Linked DNA regions of Mus musculus: region 1 is linked to region 2. Evidence: chromatin contacts called from public Hi-C data. All regions are on one chromosome and are shown on one strand. The core of a region is the stretch at or near the end of the contact, and the rest is flanking DNA. Distances in the headings are between cores, read along the strand shown. Region 1 has its middle 9.4 kb from the start of Gm41594. Region 2 has its middle 46 kb from the start of Unc5cl.

Evidence for each region. A called contact is a pair of places that touch in the nucleus more often than the background predicts.
Region 1: a Hi-C map of liver shows a contact between it and region 2, with 3 times the contacts expected there. The contact joins two enhancer-like sites. A contact is called at or near these places in 2 of 484 Hi-C or Micro-C datasets (both in liver) and 1 of 9 other capture datasets (embryonic stem cells).

What each region holds. Positions count from the first base shown.
Region 1 is chr17:49,366,222-49,371,720 of GRCm38.p6, forward strand. No RefSeq gene overlaps it. Among named protein-coding and RNA genes, the nearest start is that of Gm41594, 9.4 kb to the right of the region's middle. Within about 2 kb of position 2,885, at least 6 of the 459 cell types and tissues checked have an H3K27ac peak or open chromatin away from gene starts, as enhancers often do. A contact at or near this core is called in liver, where this site is marked.
Region 2 is chr17:48,498,340-48,503,309 of GRCm38.p6, forward strand. It overlaps a transcript of Unc5cl not described here. Among named protein-coding and RNA genes, the nearest start is that of Unc5cl, 46 kb to the left of the region's middle. Within about 2 kb of position 3,397, at least 7 of the 459 cell types and tissues checked have an H3K27ac peak or open chromatin away from gene starts, as enhancers often do. A contact at or near this core is called in liver, where this site is marked.

The DNA of each region.
Region 1 (5,499 bases), core at 1,635-4,134, 870 kb after region 2:
ACACATTGATTTTCCCTCCCACCCCTCCCCATCCTTACCTTGCTGCTCCCCTGCCATGAAAACTATCCCTGCCAACAAGCAGAGTTTCCAGAGCTCATGACAGAGTCAGACTGGGATGGCAGGGAAGTTGTTTCCAAGTCATCAGGACCCCTGTTCCTCCACTGATCCTATGTTTGTGCTTCCTGCTGTATAATTCTATTAAAGGGGTCCTTAGAGGTCATGTTTACACAGAAGTAGCTATTGTCTCATTACAAGGCTTGTAGCACCCCTCCAGAAACAATTATTGAACAGTGTCACTGTGAGTAAGGAACTGGTCACTTTCTTTGCACATTGAGTCAGATGACCCCAGCAGAGTTTTGAACCAACATTGATTGGGGCCCTGATGGTTCATTGGTGTTTGCCACAGGGCTCTCTGTAGTTAAAATAAGACAACAGAGAGGTACACAAGTCAGAGTCTCTGTAAAGACTCTCAGCTACTTTAACTCCACCTTGCCTGAATGATGAGATTTTTAGGAAAAATAGTGATAGAGATGGCTGACATTCTCCAGGATCAAAGTATTGACTACATATTGCTCTACCCAGGGCTAGCTCTAACAAATGATCACTAGATTAATAAGGTCAGATGATAATTACACATGTTCTCTGTTTCTGCCTGTCCCTTTCATTTCTCTATGCATCAGAATCCAGGGTACCTTACCCAGATTTAAGTAATCAGAGGAAAAGATGGGAATTAGTCAGCTTGTATTTTAGAGTGAAGTTTTCCATCAGGATAGAAAATTATTACAGACACTAAAAGGATAAATGGTGGGTGCTGAAGAGGTGGCTTAAAGCTTAAAAGCGCTTAATACTCTTGCAGGGGCAACCAACATGGTGGCTAAGAACTGTCTCTAACTTGACTTCCAAGGGATCTCACACACTCTTTTGGTTTTCATAAGCACTGCAGGCATGTGGCACACAATAAACACATGCAGGCAAACACACATATACATATTTAAAGGGGGAAGTAAAAATGGAAATGGATTAGGGTTGAGTAGAACTTAAGTGCTGGGGTGGGATAGAAGAACTTCAATGAAGAGAATTTGCCAAGTCTCCCACTGAGCAAGAGTCAATTCACTGGGTCTATTCAGCAATGAGAAAATGTGGTATTTGCAGTGACAATGGGCAGACTCTTTCCTTTTAAGAATATCCTGACAGGCTTAAACTATGTGACATTGTTACTGAAACCATGTTATCACTGCTCAGTGTCAAGGACAAGGGGAAATGACTTGAAAAGCCAGCAACCAAAGAAAATGGGAATCTGTCACCAGCAAAGGCTGTCTGCACTCAACCGACATCTTAAGCTTCCTTTATCCCTAGGTAAAGAAGAGAGGAGAGAAATGAGACTTGTGATTCAGAGAAGATAAGAGTTTGGAGACCTCTAGATATAACACTCTAGTGGTCCAGAACAGAACACTGACGGCTGTTGTTGGCCACCTGAGGATGGTGCCTCTGCAAATCTTAAGTATCTTATTTTCTCCAATCTTAGTGTCTTCAACTTTGAAGGAGAGAGAGATGAAGCAAAACTAGGAATGATCCATCTGATCTTAATTTCAGATAAACAATTTTTAAATGAATAACTTGTCTATCTACACGGCTAGCCAACATCTGTCCCAAAGATGAAGCATCAGTTGTTTAACTGAATGGCTTCCAGAATTAGTAATCTTTGAAGTGAACTACAAACGAGCAAAATGAGTGTTTATATTTTTCCCTTGGTTATTGTGATGGTTAATATTAATTATTAACTCGACAGTCTCTTACCCAATTCAGCTCATTGATGGAAGAAGACCCATCGTAGCTGTGGTGACATCATTCCTTGGGAAGGATCCTGGACTGTCATAAATGGAGTCATGAATGTCATAAATGGCTGAGCCTTAGCACTGCATTTACCTTGGCTTCCTGACTGTGGATGCTGATATGAAATATAGTGTGGTGGTGGAGGAGGGGTCCCCCTGAGAAATTATGCCATGCAATAGATGTAGTATAAAGGGGCTTTCTTGGGGGAAGTGAGGGGAGTGAGGGCCTGGAGAAGGGATAGAGACAGATGAGTGGACATATAGACAGATGGAAGCAGAGCCATGAGGGAGGGGAGGAGGGACAGAGAAGGACACAGCAGAGGAGAGAGAGACCAGAAAGAGAACTGGACTGCAGGCAGTCCTTTTATATGCAGCCCTCACCTGCCAGCAGCAGGCAATGGGGGCAGGTGATGGTGTAAGCAGGTGCTAGGTCCCCATGAGGAGCCCAGAAGAATCGCCTGTAAGCTCATAGATGCAATGTGGCTGTCTGTCTTGACCTTTCCACCATGGTGGACTCTAGCCTTGACTGTGAGCCACAATACACTATTTCTCCCTCAGGTTGCTCGTGTCAGGGCATTTTATCACAACAACCCCAAAATCCTTGACTGAAGCAATTTGAGGACTGAAAGGTTCAGTTGCCATGGTTATTCTAAATCTAGCCAAGTTGACAAAGCCTTCACCTTTGTTTGCAACTCTCTAGCCATTAAATCCTTTGAATCTTGTGAATGGCAAGTGTCATTTATATGCTAATATAAATGAAGCCATAAAGGGTTTCATAGTGGGGGCTGGTTATTAGAAACAAGGTGTAATTAAAAGACTGGATTTTGGCCCCATGATCCTCCAGGAGACAGAGGCTAAAGATAGAGGTTATTACCAATGGCAACATCAATCACACCTATATGATGAAATCTCCATGCAATTTCAAAAGGACAGGCTTGGATGCTTCCAGATCCAAATGGACTCTAGACTTTCTTGTGTAAGTCTGCTGAGAGCAAGGATTGCACACTTGTACCTTTGCTTCTGGAATATTTGTTCTCAGTGTCCAGCTGAACATTCAATAAAGCCAACTGCTGTTAGACATTGTACTGTTCAGTAGTGATAGGTGATTTCTCTGCTACCTGTGAACTGAGCCAATTCAAACCAGATTAGATGCAGGTTTATTGGGAAGCTGATCTCAGGGGTGTTCACTGGTCCCAAGAACAGAGGCCAGAGAAGTCCCCTTAGGGAGGTGGAGACGGGGAAGAGAAAGAGAGAAAGGGTGACCACACTGGGAGAGGAGAGGAAAAAAGCGGGGAGCCTAAAATGTCTGGATTATATAGGGAGGAGCCTTGGGGAAAGGGCAGCCCAGCCCCTGGGCTGGAAAGTACAGGGCTGGGGGCAGGTGTGCCAAGCAGGAACTGAGGGATTCTGGGAGAGCCTGGAGGCCAGGTCTGCAAAATATGCACCTCAGTCCCAATTCTCCCTCAGCCCCCATACCAAACGGGAATTTCTGATTGCTGATTGAGTTTCCGTGTTGGCTCTAGACCTGTTTATATTTTCTTTTATTTTACCAGTTGGTTTTGGTTGAGTTTGTAGACATTCAGCCATTTTACCCAAGTCAACTAATATGGGGGGGGGGGGCAGGGAATGACTCTTAGAATCCTTTTATAGACCCTCTTCCACAAAACCTGCTGCACCCTTCTTTAATTTCTTAGTCTTTCTTTTCTTAGGTTAGCTAGAGCTTTGCTGATTTCTTCCTCAGAGAGCTAACATTTCCCGTCCTGTGCCTGTTTCATTTATCTCTGCTCTAATTTTTCTCTCCTATCTTCTGCTATCTTCAGGTTTAATATTTACTCTCTTTAGTTTCTTAGGTACAATGTCTGATGATTTGAAATCTCAGCTTCAGCTTCAGGTATAAAATGTCCCCCTCGGCACTGCTTTTATTGCATCCGTGAGTTTGGGATATTTCCTTTCGTTTTCATTTGTCTCAAGCTTCAGTTTTCATTGTGATTTCTCCCCCTTTGATTTATAAGAATGTGTTGTCTAATTCCAGGTACCCTTACATTGCTAGTCTCCTTGTGATTAGGAAATAAACTCTCACTGATTTTAATCCTTTTATAATTATTAAGGTATGTGTAGCCTAACACGTTCTGTCCTCAACTGCTCCATATCCACTTGAGAAAAATTATTATTACCAGCACTCATGAGTGTTTGGCACCTGCACAATTGGTCTAGCTCATTACTCAAGTCCCATTCTCTAACGGATCCTCTGTGTGGTGGTTCTGTCCACTCTTTGAAGTAGGCTATTGAAATTTCCTGCTGTTCTCATAGGCTGGCTATTGATTCAAGTCTTTTAAAGTTTGCCCCAGACTTAGGAGTGCTAAAGTTCAGGCCATGCCATGGTAGGAATATAAAATAGCCCCCGTGGACTCGTGTGTTTGAACACTTGCTCCCCAGCTGTGGTGCTGTTCTGGAGTGTGGTGGAACTTTGTCATAGACGTGAGTCACTGGGGTGGGGCCTTGAGATTTCATAACCTGGTCCCTCTTCCCGAACATTTGCTTTATGTATTGGTCATTTCCCCTTGAGTATCACATCTGCTGCTTCTTGGGGTCTTGATGTGCTGTGCTGCTATACACACAATCCCTTGCCTTAGGTACACGTGAATGGCCACTTGTATTATACCACCAACCATTTCCGTGGCCTCCACCCTGATGATGCTCACACTTCCCAGCCATTCCTTCAGGGCCCACAGTCAGGAGGGACAAGCCAAGCTTCCAGGTCTGTTCACATACAAACAAGAACTTTAAATAAGTTCCAGTGTTTTCTTTCCAAGAGGAGAACCAAGAATTAGGCAGGTTTGTTTGTTTGTTCATTTGTTTGTTTGTTTGTTTTCCTAGCCACTAGTGATTGTGGACAGGACAAACCAAACCATGCTAGGCAGTTTCCTTCCCTGCCGGGGTGTGGTGTTTTCTTGGTGGCTGCACTAGTCTGGTTCCTGTGATTCTCAGAAAGCATTTTATTTACTTTTAATTGTGTGTGTGAATCTGTGACAGTATGTGTGAGTTCAGGTGTCTAAGGAGGCCAGAAGAGGGCACCTGAGCCACAGAGCTGGAGTTTTGGGCTGCTGAGTCATGGTGCAGGTGCTGGAAACTTGACTTGGTCCCTCTGGACGAATAAGTTCTCTTAACCACAGAGTCATCACCTCAACCCCTGGTTTCCATGGAGCTATGGCAAGCACATGCATCCTAGTCAGCCATTTCATTATTCCACTGCCTTGGGTCCTCGGTGTTATTTCTACACCATTTCTTCCTGATTCGATTTTGACACCGACAGCCTGTACTCACACCTCTTTGGAGGGCTAGCCCCAGGTTTAGAGCCACCTCACCTGCACAGACAAACAGACAGAAGGGTTCCTAGGGCACCTACCTGGGACAGTCCTTGGCCAATGGTGAAACCAAATTTTACCCCAGAGTTTCCCCCATGGGGTCAGGTTACTGCGACCCTCTGAAGGACCCTGACTGAAGCACGCCAAATAGTTTTCATTCTCGGTCCTGTTTCCAGGACTCTCTTCCTAGTTTCTTTTGATGATCCTTCATCACCACCTCAGTTGCTTGCTCTATTGCTGTGATAAATACTCTGTAGAAGCGACCCAAGGAAAGGAAAGTTGATTTTGGACTGTTGGAGGCT
Region 2 (4,970 bases), core at 2,147-4,646:
CTTACTCTCTTATGACCTCTGACTTTCTTCTTTCCCTGACCCCTTTCTCTCTCTCTCTCCCCATCTCTCCCATCTCTCCATGTGTTCCTGGCCCCTTCTCTTCTCCCCCTGTCCCCCTGTCCCCCTGTCCCCCTCTCCTCTCTTCCCCTCTCCCCCTGTCCCCCTCTCTCCCTTTCTTTGTCTCTACTCCCTTCTCAACTCCTCTTCCTGTGCCCCAAATAAACTCTCTTCTATACTAAACCCATCCTATGACTTGTACCCCAGGGGGAAGGGATGACTCAGCATGGGCTTGCAGAAGCCCCCCTCCCACTGCACCATACCATGCTCTACCAAACATATCCTTGTCTCCTTTTTTTCTTTTAACACACACACACACACACACACACACACACACACACACACACACAAAACAGGTGGAGCTAAAACAAAACAAAACAAACCTTTAAAAACATCTTGAATTTCTGACTGAAGTGATAGCTCAATCATTGAAGTACTTGCTGGTAAACGAGAGAACCTGAAATTCAATTCCCAGCCCTCCTGTAAGAACTCCAGGTTCTATGGTATGCACCTATATTAGTGAGGAGAGACAGTGCAATTTCTGGCCAGTCAGGCTGGGTGAACTGCACTCCTTATTCAGTGAGGACCTCAAAATACAAAATGCAGAACAATGAAGATGTCTGATGGTGACCTCTGGCTTCCACACACATGTGCACACATATGCATTGCACATAAATGTTCATGAGCAACACCACCCGGCATGTGCACACACACTCAAACACACAACTACAACCTTTGAACATGCATTGATGCCCCTGATTCAAATCCAGCACAGAGCATCCTGCCTCCCGTTCTGGTGCTGCCATTGATGTGCTTTCCCCATTGGTCATGGGGTGCCAGGTTTACTGGCTCTCTGTCTTCTGCAACACAGGTGAGTGCTTTCAGATAGACAAGGACACCCGTGCTACAATTACTAAGCCCTCAGAGTCAGGTGAACAACAGTTGTTTCTTTGCTTTTTAATCTAGAATGTATCTGCTTAAAGGTAGGTGGTTAGAAACTGTCCGGAATTGCTTGAATTTTATGACAGGTTTCTATTTGGTTTGATTTAGAGTTAGACTCATTCAAGCCTGTTAAAAATTCAATGTTGGGTTTTCCTTTTTTGAAAACCTTGTCATGAGTATGAAAAAAAAATTTAATGCTTGAAAAAAAAAGTATGTATCTGAAAAATCACACACAGGGGAATAACAGTCCTGCTTCCAACTCTTCCACTCTACCCCCACCCATGCCCTGCAGGTAACTATTTTCATTAGATTCTCATTTGCTTTCTCTGGTATTGTTGCTGTAAAAAAAAAAATTCACTGAGCCAGTGGAGAGGGAAAGGGGTAATTTAACTGAAGGACTAGGTGAATCTCTCTCATGGCTAGATTAAAAAGGCAAAGCATGAAAATGGAAGGAAAAATAGTGAAAAATGGAGGCAGAATCTGAGCCCGTTGCCAGGGAACCAGAGGGGCTCCCAGTCTGCAGAGCCTGAAAATTCAAGTGACCCCAGAGACTGCCCCCAGACGCTTTGTGGGATGTATGTGTTTCTGAAGAAGGAACCGGTAGGGTCTTCTCCTCAGCGGGATGGAGAAACGATTGCAGAAGTCCAGCTGTGTTACTTGCAGAAGCCCAGCTGTGTTACTCTGAGTACTTTAGAGAAATAGAATGGATACATGTCACAAAGGAGATTTGTTAGATTGTGTTACATGATACCGGTCTGGTAGTCCAACAGTGTCCATCTGCAAGCTGGAGAGTCTGAGAATCTTACAGTTGTTCATCCCACAAGGCAAGGTGTCTCTGTGGCCCCCTACTCTGGTACTGAAGGCTAGAGGACTCCTGAAGAGGATACCTGTTGGTGTCCGTCTCTCATTAGAAGCTGCAGCAACAGCATCATAGATGCAATCACCAGCAAGGAGTAAAGATAGGTAGGCAAAGCTTCATTGCTTCTCCCTTGGACCTCCTAATATCCAGACTGCCACTGGCTCGTTCTGTCCACTCTGGAACTGTGTCTTCCCCTCTCAGTTTTGCCGCCTAGAGGTGTCTCAGTTGATTCTAGATCCCAGCAAATTGGTCACTGAGATTAACCCTCAATTCCCTAAATGCTGTGTGAGGCTGATTCAGCTGTGGACCATCTGTAGGAAGCAAGGTGGGAAGGATTCTACCTATGTGAACTAAAGGTGATGGGCTTAAGGAGTGCTGTTTATCTCTGTTTGGCAAGCAAAGATGAAGTATAGGCAGGGCTGGAGAGATGGATCAGCAAATAAGAGTGCTTGCCGCTTTTGTAGAGGACCCGAGTTCAGTCCCCAGGACCAGTGTGATGGTTCACAACTGCCTGTAACTCCGGTTCTAGGAGACCCAATGCCTCTGCTGGTACTGCACAGACATACGTCCAGCAAGCACTCATACATGTGAAATAAAAATAAGTAAATCCTAACAAAAATATTAAATAAGGCATTCTTTAGAGAAAGTTTTTGAATGTCCATCAAAGATATTGAATGCAGTGAAACCTAGTTGTTAGTGTGCTGCTTTCCCGCTCCAGCGGGGAAAGCTTTTCCAATTGGAAAGAAGAGAATAAACATCACTAAGAGGAGAATGAAGTAAGGCCAGGGGAGAAGTCTGTAAAGCCAGCGGCAGCAAAGGACAATGAACTTGGGACTTTGAGCCTGGTGAATTATGTCTACAGCCTTGGAGGGACTGGATGTGATTTCAGAGCCACTATTGTTAGTCTTTGATGAATTATGGGGGATGGGGATCCTGCACAAAGACAAAAGGTGGGCGTATGAGCTCTTGACATTCAAAATGCAGAGAGGTGTGACTTCTGGAAGGGACAGAACACTCAGCTGGGGTGTTGTCACCTACAGGGGTAATGTGACACTTTCAGCAAAAGCGGGTTTGAATCTTGGCTCTGATCCTGGATGGAGTCAGGGCCAAGGCAAAAAGCTTGGCAGTCAAATCCTCATTTAACAGCCAGGCGGTGTCACAAGGGTCAAACTCAGGGTAGAGATGGACCCATTGTGAAAGGGGACGGGAGGGTCTCCTCATTGCTCTCTCCATAGTTTATGCTGTGGGTCTCCAGCAGCCATGTTTGTCTGTCTTAGGTTGGTTTCCTCCATAGCAGACCCCAAGGACTTGGGTAAAACCATGAGGAAGTCTTTCCAGGAAATGTTGGCAGAATGAGAGGAAGCAGGTCAGTGAGGTTGGGTGTCTTAGTTAGGGTTTTACTGCTGTGAACAGACACCATGACCAAGGCAACTCTTATATGGACGTTTAATTGGAAGTGGCTCATAAGTTCAGAGGTTCAGTCCACTATCATCCAGGCAGGAGCATGGTAAGCATCCAGGCAGGCTCTGTAACCTTTAGTTATGAAATTAAATAAAACAGAGCCACTGCTGAGGCCAAGTCTATCAGAACACATGAGCCCATGTGGGGACATTTCACATTCAAACTACAACAGGACAGGAGGAAGGATGGGTGATAGTAAGTCTCATGGAAGGTAAGTGCTGAGCTATCCAGGGGACAGTGTGTCTCTCTCTCCAGGATTGCCTCGATCAGGGTACATTACCCTCTCCTACTGCCAGTCACACTGAATAAGAGATAGCATAGGGACAGGGATCCCCGGAGTAAGGCAGTCTGAGTGCACTCATCTCCTGAGACCACTGCTTAGTCCCCCGGGAGGTGTTTATCAGAAAGACAGGCCAGCCTTGCTGATTTAGAAATAGATGACCTCCACAGCCCAGCCCACACCAGATATCTGCCTGACAATAAAACTTTCCTTCTTGGCTAGACAACACATCTCTGGGGACTAGCTATAGTCAGACAAGGCACTACCTAGGCCATTTCTGCTCCCCATGATAGCAAGAGAAACCAAAGCTAGAGAGCTATGTGAGAATTCTTACAATGTACACTGGAAAGTATGTATGACTTCCGCGCACACTTAATAGATCAAAGCAAGGCTCATGTCTGAGGCTGTGGCTGTGGCTGTGGCGGTGGCTGTGGCTATGGCTATGGCTATGGTTGTGACTGTTTCTGTAGCAGATATAGAGCCTCTAAGTACTGGGGACGACAGCACAGCCTTTCTGGAGAGGCTGAAACATCATTCTGTCTCAAATATAGCCGTTGTATGCTGGTTGGAAGACTGACAAGCCAGATTGTCAGGAGGACCTGACAGGAGCGGCTGTGTGTGTGTGTGTGTGTGTGTGTGTGTGTGTGTGTGTACGTGTGCATGCAAGCAGAACTGTACTTTCTTCCCTAAAGATGATTTCATGCTTGTTGGATCCATCATGCTTGGGAAACCCTTCTGCTGACCAGCAAGTGCTGCTTAGAAGAAACTCTAGTCACATAGCTGCCAGCCACATCAGATCCTAATTACCTGATAAACACCTCTTACCTGGGTCTATTTTTTCCCCAGTCCTTCTTGTCCCACACCCTCACCAACCTTTTTGTCTCAATTTCATTTCTTCTCTGGTCCTCAAGACAGTGATTCCTCCATGGTCATTTAACATTTCTATCTTCTAGCCAAACATGGTGGTGTACACCCTTAGTCTCAGCACTCAGGAGACAGACTCAGACAGAGTTCCAGGACAGCCTGATTTACAGAGCAAGTTCCAGGACAGCCAGGGCTACACAGAGAAACCCTGTCTCAAAACAAACAAACAAACAAACAATAAAACAAAACACCAGCATACTTCCCAGGCCCCCAAAGAAACAAAAAAACAAAGGAGGGCATTGGCCACTTTGGGGTGGACAGGTTCTACTGCTTGTACGTCTGTGACAAAGGGGCTGCAGAAATGAAGACATTCTAAAGAGACACCTGTTGCTCCAATTTGACTGTCAAACTATTGAAACAATGGACCCCAAGAAATGGTGATTTCCTCAGAAATCTCAAGCTCGGAGAAGAAAAGGAAGGAGGTTTACTTCTTGTCCAAGCACCTGG